Regions from separate parts of the Sus scrofa genome. Here region 2 is linked to region 1. Evidence: chromatin contacts called from public HiChIP or PLAC-seq data. All regions are on one chromosome and are shown on one strand. Each heading gives the region's core, a stretch centred on a gene start, on an enhancer-like site or on the middle of the called end of the contact. The rest is flanking DNA. Distances are from core to core; before and after follow the strand shown. Region 1 has its middle 4.4 kb from the start of ARG1. Region 2 overlaps EPB41L2 (band 4.1-like protein 2).

Region 1 (3,074 bases), core at 425-2,924:
CCCTAGCCTCACGCGATGTGTTAAGGATCCGGTGTTGCCACAAGCTGTGGATCTGGCATTGCTGTGGCTGTGGTGTAGGCCAGCAGCTGCAGCTCTGATTTGACCCCTAGCCTGGAAACTTCCATATGCTGCACCTGTGGCCCTAAAAAGAAAATAAATAAATAATAAAATTAAATTAAAAAGGAAAATAGGAGTCTTGAGGAGTAAGCTAGAACAGAAGCTGCTTTTGCTCTGGGGCATTTGAAAACAACTAGATAAAAATCCACATTCCTCCAGAAATGCTTCATTGGAAATTAGATAAGTTAGTCTCCAGAGCATGAGCTATTTTTTTTTTTAATCCTGCCATCTCTTAAATTAACCCCCCCGCCCCAATTCCTTTAAGACTTATAAGAGGGGAGTTCCCGTCGTGGCACAGTGGTTAACGAATCCGACTAGGAACCATGAGGTTGCGGGTTCGGTCCCTGCCCTTGCTCAATGGGTTAACGATCCAGCGTTGCCGTGAGCTGTGGTGTAGGTTGCAGATGCGGCTCGGATCCCGCGTTGCTGTGGCTCTGGCGTAGGCCGGTGGCTAGAGCTCCGATTCAACCCCTAGCCTGGGAACCTCCATATGCTGCGGGAGCGGCCCAAGAAATAGCAACAACAACAACAACAACAAAAAGACAAAAAAGACAAAAAAAAAAAAAAAAAAAAAAGACTTATAAGAAATCCAGGGCCAATATCCAGGGCCAATTAACATACGAACACACTAAAACTCCTCAGCAAAAAATAAAATTTAGCTTTTCATTTCAGTTTAATTTTCCAAAGAAGTTAGACTTTGAGGGTACCCATCGTTTAGTGGAACAAATCAAAAGAAAGAAAGCGCTGAAACATAAGACATAATGATTTGATTCTCCTGGTCTGGGTAGAGACTATGATGAACTTTCAATTTTTTCAGAGTATAGGGTTTACTAGTCATCAGGTTTCATTTCTGAAAGCTTCTCAAAATCCCTTTAATCTTTTAAAAGCTAAAACTTAACTGTCTCATTTATGAAAAGGAAGGGGTCTTGCAGATGAAGAGAAGCAGCATCCGATCGTGGGCAAGCATTAGCAGGGTCCAAGAAATGCAGACCCCATTCTCAGCTCTAGGCTCAGTGTTGTGAGTGGAACAAACGGCTCTACCTCAAGAGCACAGTTATTTCATATGCTTGTCACCCTACATTCTGAGCCGCATTTACCTTGGCGTAATCTAAGTCCCAGTACTAGGCAAACACAGTAGTTTTCTGGCTCCAATCTTTGCCCGCCAGTGCAGGACGGTAAGTGTCCATACTATTTTTAGGGTACTTTGAAATGACCCATACGCACTCATGAACCTAGTGATTTTGTTTCCTGAGATTCATACCTTCATTCCTTCTCTCCTAGATTCTATCTGGGAGTCTGTAGCTGCAGCCACCAAAATAAAACTTAAATATCTTCCCCAAGTTGGCTGCGGTTCAAGGTCCCCCTGGGAACTGAGTGATTGCTCTGGAGACTCCGGGACCCCAAAGTGGGTTGCCCTGAGCTCCTGTGCTCATAGAGTCATCAGTGACATTGCTCTTCCACACGTTGTTTCCTATAGCCTGCACACTCTCAGGAGTGCTGCCTCAAGTTGGGCTGGGTTATGGGAGAACCGCAAAGGAAGAGGAGGAAGTTACACAACACACAGCCATGAAGCAACGTAAGCCAGACACTCAAAAGGAACCTTCTCCCTTGGCCGCCCACTGTGCCTAGACATCTCGTGTGCCTCAGAGGGTTAGAAGTTCCTTCCTAGAGACATGACTAGGTAATGTAGCAGGGATCATCAGTTTGAATATTTCTATAAACTCAGTGTTTCAGGAGCAAGCCCAAGCTTCCTCTATTGGGTTTAAAGAGTTTGAGCAATGTGCCAGACAAAATGTTCCCTGAAATCACTCCATGAGTGATTTAGTCCTTTGGATTTTGTGCACCTTCTAGTTCTCTATAAAAGTGTTAAGAATCTTGGCCTACATCAGAAGAGAGTCTTGTTTGTTAGTTGGCTGCTGAAAAAAGAATGCATAAATGGGCCACAGTTTGAAGGCTTAGAAAAAGAAAGGGGTAGATAGTAAGCACTAGATTTTTGTTTCTTTCTTTCATCATATTTATTCACTCTTTTATTTTTGAAAAAATATTAATAGAGGACTTGTAGGGTTTGCACTATGTTTCCCAAAGATACGGTGAAGTCTCCTTATCTCCAGTCCCTCAGAATATGGCCATATTTGGAGATAGGTTCATTGCCTATATGTAAAATTGAGGTCATACTGCAGTAGGGTAGGACTAATCTAATATAACCCGTGCCCTTGTAAGAACATGACCTTGTGAAAACACAGAGACATAGGGAGAATACCGTATGACGATGGAGGATTAGAGGGCTGCATCTACAAGTGAAGGGAGCCAAAGATCACCAGAAAACTGCCAGAAACTAGGAAGAGCAAGGAAGCATTCTCCTATTGGTTTCAAAAGAGCATGTCTCTGCCACATTTTGATTTCAGACTGCTAGCCTCCTGAATTATCAGGTAATATATTTCTGCTGTTTTAAGGCATCCGGCTTGTGGTATTTCTGTTTTGGTATCTCTAGGAAACTAATACAAAAGCCTATATGCCAATCTCATTCTACTGGCTTTGGATCAAAGTCAAATAAAATGTGATTCCATCTTCAGAGAAATGCTAGAGAGAGAGGAGATAATGGTTAGGAGATATGTTATATTAAAAGAAGGGCTTTAAAAACCCTATATATATGTGTGTGTGTGTGTGTATTTATTTATATATACTCTTAAGATAAATGAAAAGATAGAGTTGGAAAAAAATGGAGCTCAGATAAGATGATGTAGGTAAGATGCTTTCTGTCTTCTTTTAGAAGTTCTGAGATGACAGCTTTGGAGCCTGATAAGAAGGTTTATGCTTACAACAAAAAAGAAGCAGTGATCACTAGAAGTCAGCATGGATTTCCCAAGAACAGGGTGTGTCAGGGCCAACTCATCTCATTTGCCAAGAAAGTCAGACTGGTGGATGACAAACTATAGCAAGAATTTATTGGCACATCT
Region 2 (3,241 bases), core at 103-2,602, 460 kb before region 1:
ATTGGCTTCAGAAAAGTGCTTGGACAGAAATCCTATGACAATGATACTTCCTGGAAATTTCAACTGGAGGAAAAAAAAGTATCCTTTTGATAAAGGGATAGCCAATAGCAAATAATGCAAATATTCTTTTGAATTAATACCAATTTGTAAAAACCTCTTACACAAAAGATACACTCATTCACTCAACAAATTTTCTCAAACAGCAATTAAGAAGGTAATTTACGAAAGGATTTTTCCCCCTCTCATACTTAATACATGGTAAGATTCTATTAGATTCTGTTAATTATTAAACAAAATGATTAGGAAAATTTTGTATTTCTACAGTTTTGGGGGGCAATACCCAGTCCCCAGAATGCCTCTTTTTGCTACTGACTGGCCTGCCTCTCCATGTGAGCAATCAGATTCCTAGAGGCCAAGAAGGCAATCTTACACCCACATCCCCCACAACCCAATAAAGTATCTGGCAGATAGTAAGGGACATTTGTTGAATGAATAGATGGATCATATTCATTAAGTAATATACAGCTACAAACAAAATCCTAGTAACAAAAAATAAACTCACTACAGGCGTCACTCCTGATCTTTTCCCCTCTTCACCCAGGCTCACTGCACTGTTTTTTTTCTTTACATGTATGTCTACTGCCGAAATGACCTTTTTTGAATTCTCAGTATCAATCTGCCTTACTGTGAACTTATGGCAGCTCATTCTTATTTATCTTTGATCAGCCTGGCACACAGTAAGACTGGGCACAAATTTGTCTCACAATAAGGAGCCACAAATACCAAATATACCTCCTTCAATCAGTACCACCAAGCTTCAGATGATTATTCAGTCGTTATAAAAAAAAAAAAAAAAAAAAAAGTACCTTAACTGGTAACAATGAGATTTACTATAAGTTAAATAACTACTAGATCTTAGTCACCTTTATAATAAATACCACCCCAAAATAAACTAAGAAAAACATATAATAAATGCCACCCAAAAAGGGCAATTTAAAGTACTAGATTTCACTTTACAGAGTGCAATTTGAGATTGCTACTGCAGTTGGAAATGTCACCTAGAAGTCATAAATAAAGCAAACACAAAAGGAGGCTTCCTTAGGCAGACTCCTTTAACTGAGGATAAAAATCACCAGCACAGATACGCAGAGAAATCAGGTAATTCTCTATAAAACTTAGCAGGTAGTATTTCTGAAACACAGATACTTGTAACTATGCCCCTTCCTTCAAAACCATAACAGCAACAAAAATTTTTGAAAGGCTTCCAGTGGCTCTGCAGGGAGTATGGAGACCAAACTCCTCTGTAACCTCCTGGGTTCAGCACTGACTGGCTCCAATCCAGATGTGCAGCTCGTCTTCTGCTTCCCATGCCCTCTTACACACAGCCTGAACTCCAGCCATACCAGCCTCCTCAGTTCGGAATAAGTCTTCGTGTTTCCGTGTCCTCATTAATGCTGACTCTCTTCTGTCTAGACTGTCCACTTCCCGTCTACACTTGAGGGAAAAAAAAAAAAAAAATCCAACCCAAGCTTTCAGGTATAAGGTTAAAAACGTTTATGACCAAATCTAACAATAGCTCTGTTACTGATTTTTAAACCATAGGACACTCAGAATAAAACGTAGGGTGAGGGGAAGCCTGATCAAGTTACATGTGAGTTTATGGTTATACACTCTCACAAATCCCAAGGCTATGAAAGAGAAGTCTGGTACTCAGCAAACCAGCCCATCGGGGAGTCCCTACCACTCTAGCAACATCCACTGGCAGAGGAAGCAGGATGCCAAGAATGGCAAAGTTGGAGTGATGTGGGCTAAGAGTGACACAGCCCTTTCTCTGAAGCAGCCCTGAGGTGCATATGGCAGATGAAAGCCATCCTCCCAGGGGACAGAACTGAGGGCAGGCAGTAGGATCTGATAAGGCACCACACTTCAAGGACAAGCTATGCCCAGAGCAATCTCTGCTCTTACTCATCGAATCACCCATCCCAGGAACCCCACAACTGATGACCTCCAGAGTGTGATTTCCAGCTATGTGACAAAGCAGGGCAGGGCACGGTCCTGGAGGAGGCCTCAACACTGGGGCTGATCACTGACAACAGAGCTGGATGGAAACCAGAGAATGGACATCACCCATTATAGGTATGCCTTGTTCGATGAGGCAAGACACTGCCTCTAGATGCAGGAGGTCAACAAAGACTCTGTATGGTCTGTCCTGGGGGAGAGAGGGGTTGTACCTATGAAAGCCGAACTAAGAGGATATATACACATTTACACTTTTAGAAAGGTGTGTGTACACACATATATATCAGACAAAAAGGGTGAAAAGTAGCACTCCTAATAATCAACTATCTGCCACACCTCACTTCCCCCTCTGTCATCATCTCCCCAATCACTTCCTCCTCCCATGATCAGCCTCAATCTAATGATTCTGCCTAGATCAATTCAAGTAAGTTTGAGTTCAGCCATGATTCGGTATCTCGTATTCCCCCTCCTTAATCCCTTTTTATCTCTTCCCATTATCCCCTATAATTCCACGTTAAACATACCAGAACATCTAAATTCGATAAATGCTGAATAAACCAATAAAACAGCACAGTTATAACAAGATAAGGAAATTTGTTTCGGCTGCCTTATCTACATGTCACAAGTAAACATTTTTCCCATTGGATCCCAGAGTCATGAGAACAGAGCTTGAGGTGTTTTCTCTCTTCTGGAGAAGGACTGGTCTGAGCATCCACCAATCCCCTGGGGAGGGTTTCATCCCACCTCAGCCTTTAATTATATAGGAATACCCACAGGGAGAAAGTTTATTTCTGCCATGGAGTTGACTGTAACAGGATCTGTCCTGTGCTAACTGTATATTTATCTTTCAAAGAAACAGATGGAATGGCATGACACAGGGCTTGGTATCATTATATAAAACAAGCCCAGCTGATGGCTAGACATATACAAACACTGTAATCCCTGTGTACCTCTGCCCCAGATGACAGGAGTCGGGCCACAGCAGAATCAGCTCTTGTTGGGAATCAGTGAGCCAGCTGTCCAAGACGAGCCAGGGCTTATGTGATCAGATCTTTACTTGTTTCAAAGGCTTCTTAATAGTTTTAATATAGACTTGTTAGGCTTTTATGATCCTGGAAAACATCCAAAAGGACTGGCCAATCCTCTTCCGACTAATATGTCTTTAGGCTATAAATGTACACACTTTCTACTAACCGAGAGCTTTCAAGTGAGTGCATCTAAG

What was found. HiChIP or PLAC-seq counts read pairs in DNA pulled down with a chosen protein or histone mark.
Region 2: an H3K27ac HiChIP or PLAC-seq map of alveolar macrophages shows a contact between it and region 1. The contact joins two enhancer-like sites. A contact is called at or near these places in 1 of 47 Hi-C or Micro-C datasets (epiblast stem cells) and 1 of 2 datasets of contacts at active chromatin or transcription factors (alveolar macrophages).

Annotation. Positions count from the first base shown.
Region 1 is chr1:32,023,146-32,026,219 of Sscrofa11.1, reverse strand. It overlaps a transcript of ARG1 not described here. Among named protein-coding and RNA genes, the nearest start is that of ARG1, 4.4 kb to the right of the region's middle. Within about 2 kb of position 1,674, at least 6 of the 83 cell types and tissues checked have an H3K27ac peak or open chromatin away from gene starts, as enhancers often do. A contact at or near this core is called in alveolar macrophages, where this site is marked.
Region 2 is chr1:32,483,077-32,486,317 of Sscrofa11.1, reverse strand. All of the region lies in intron 1 of EPB41L2 (band 4.1-like protein 2), which reads right to left. Among named protein-coding and RNA genes, the nearest start is that of EPB41L2, 66 kb to the right of the region's middle. Within about 2 kb of position 1,352, at least 17 of the 83 cell types and tissues checked have an H3K27ac peak or open chromatin away from gene starts, as enhancers often do. A contact at or near this core is called in alveolar macrophages, where this site is marked.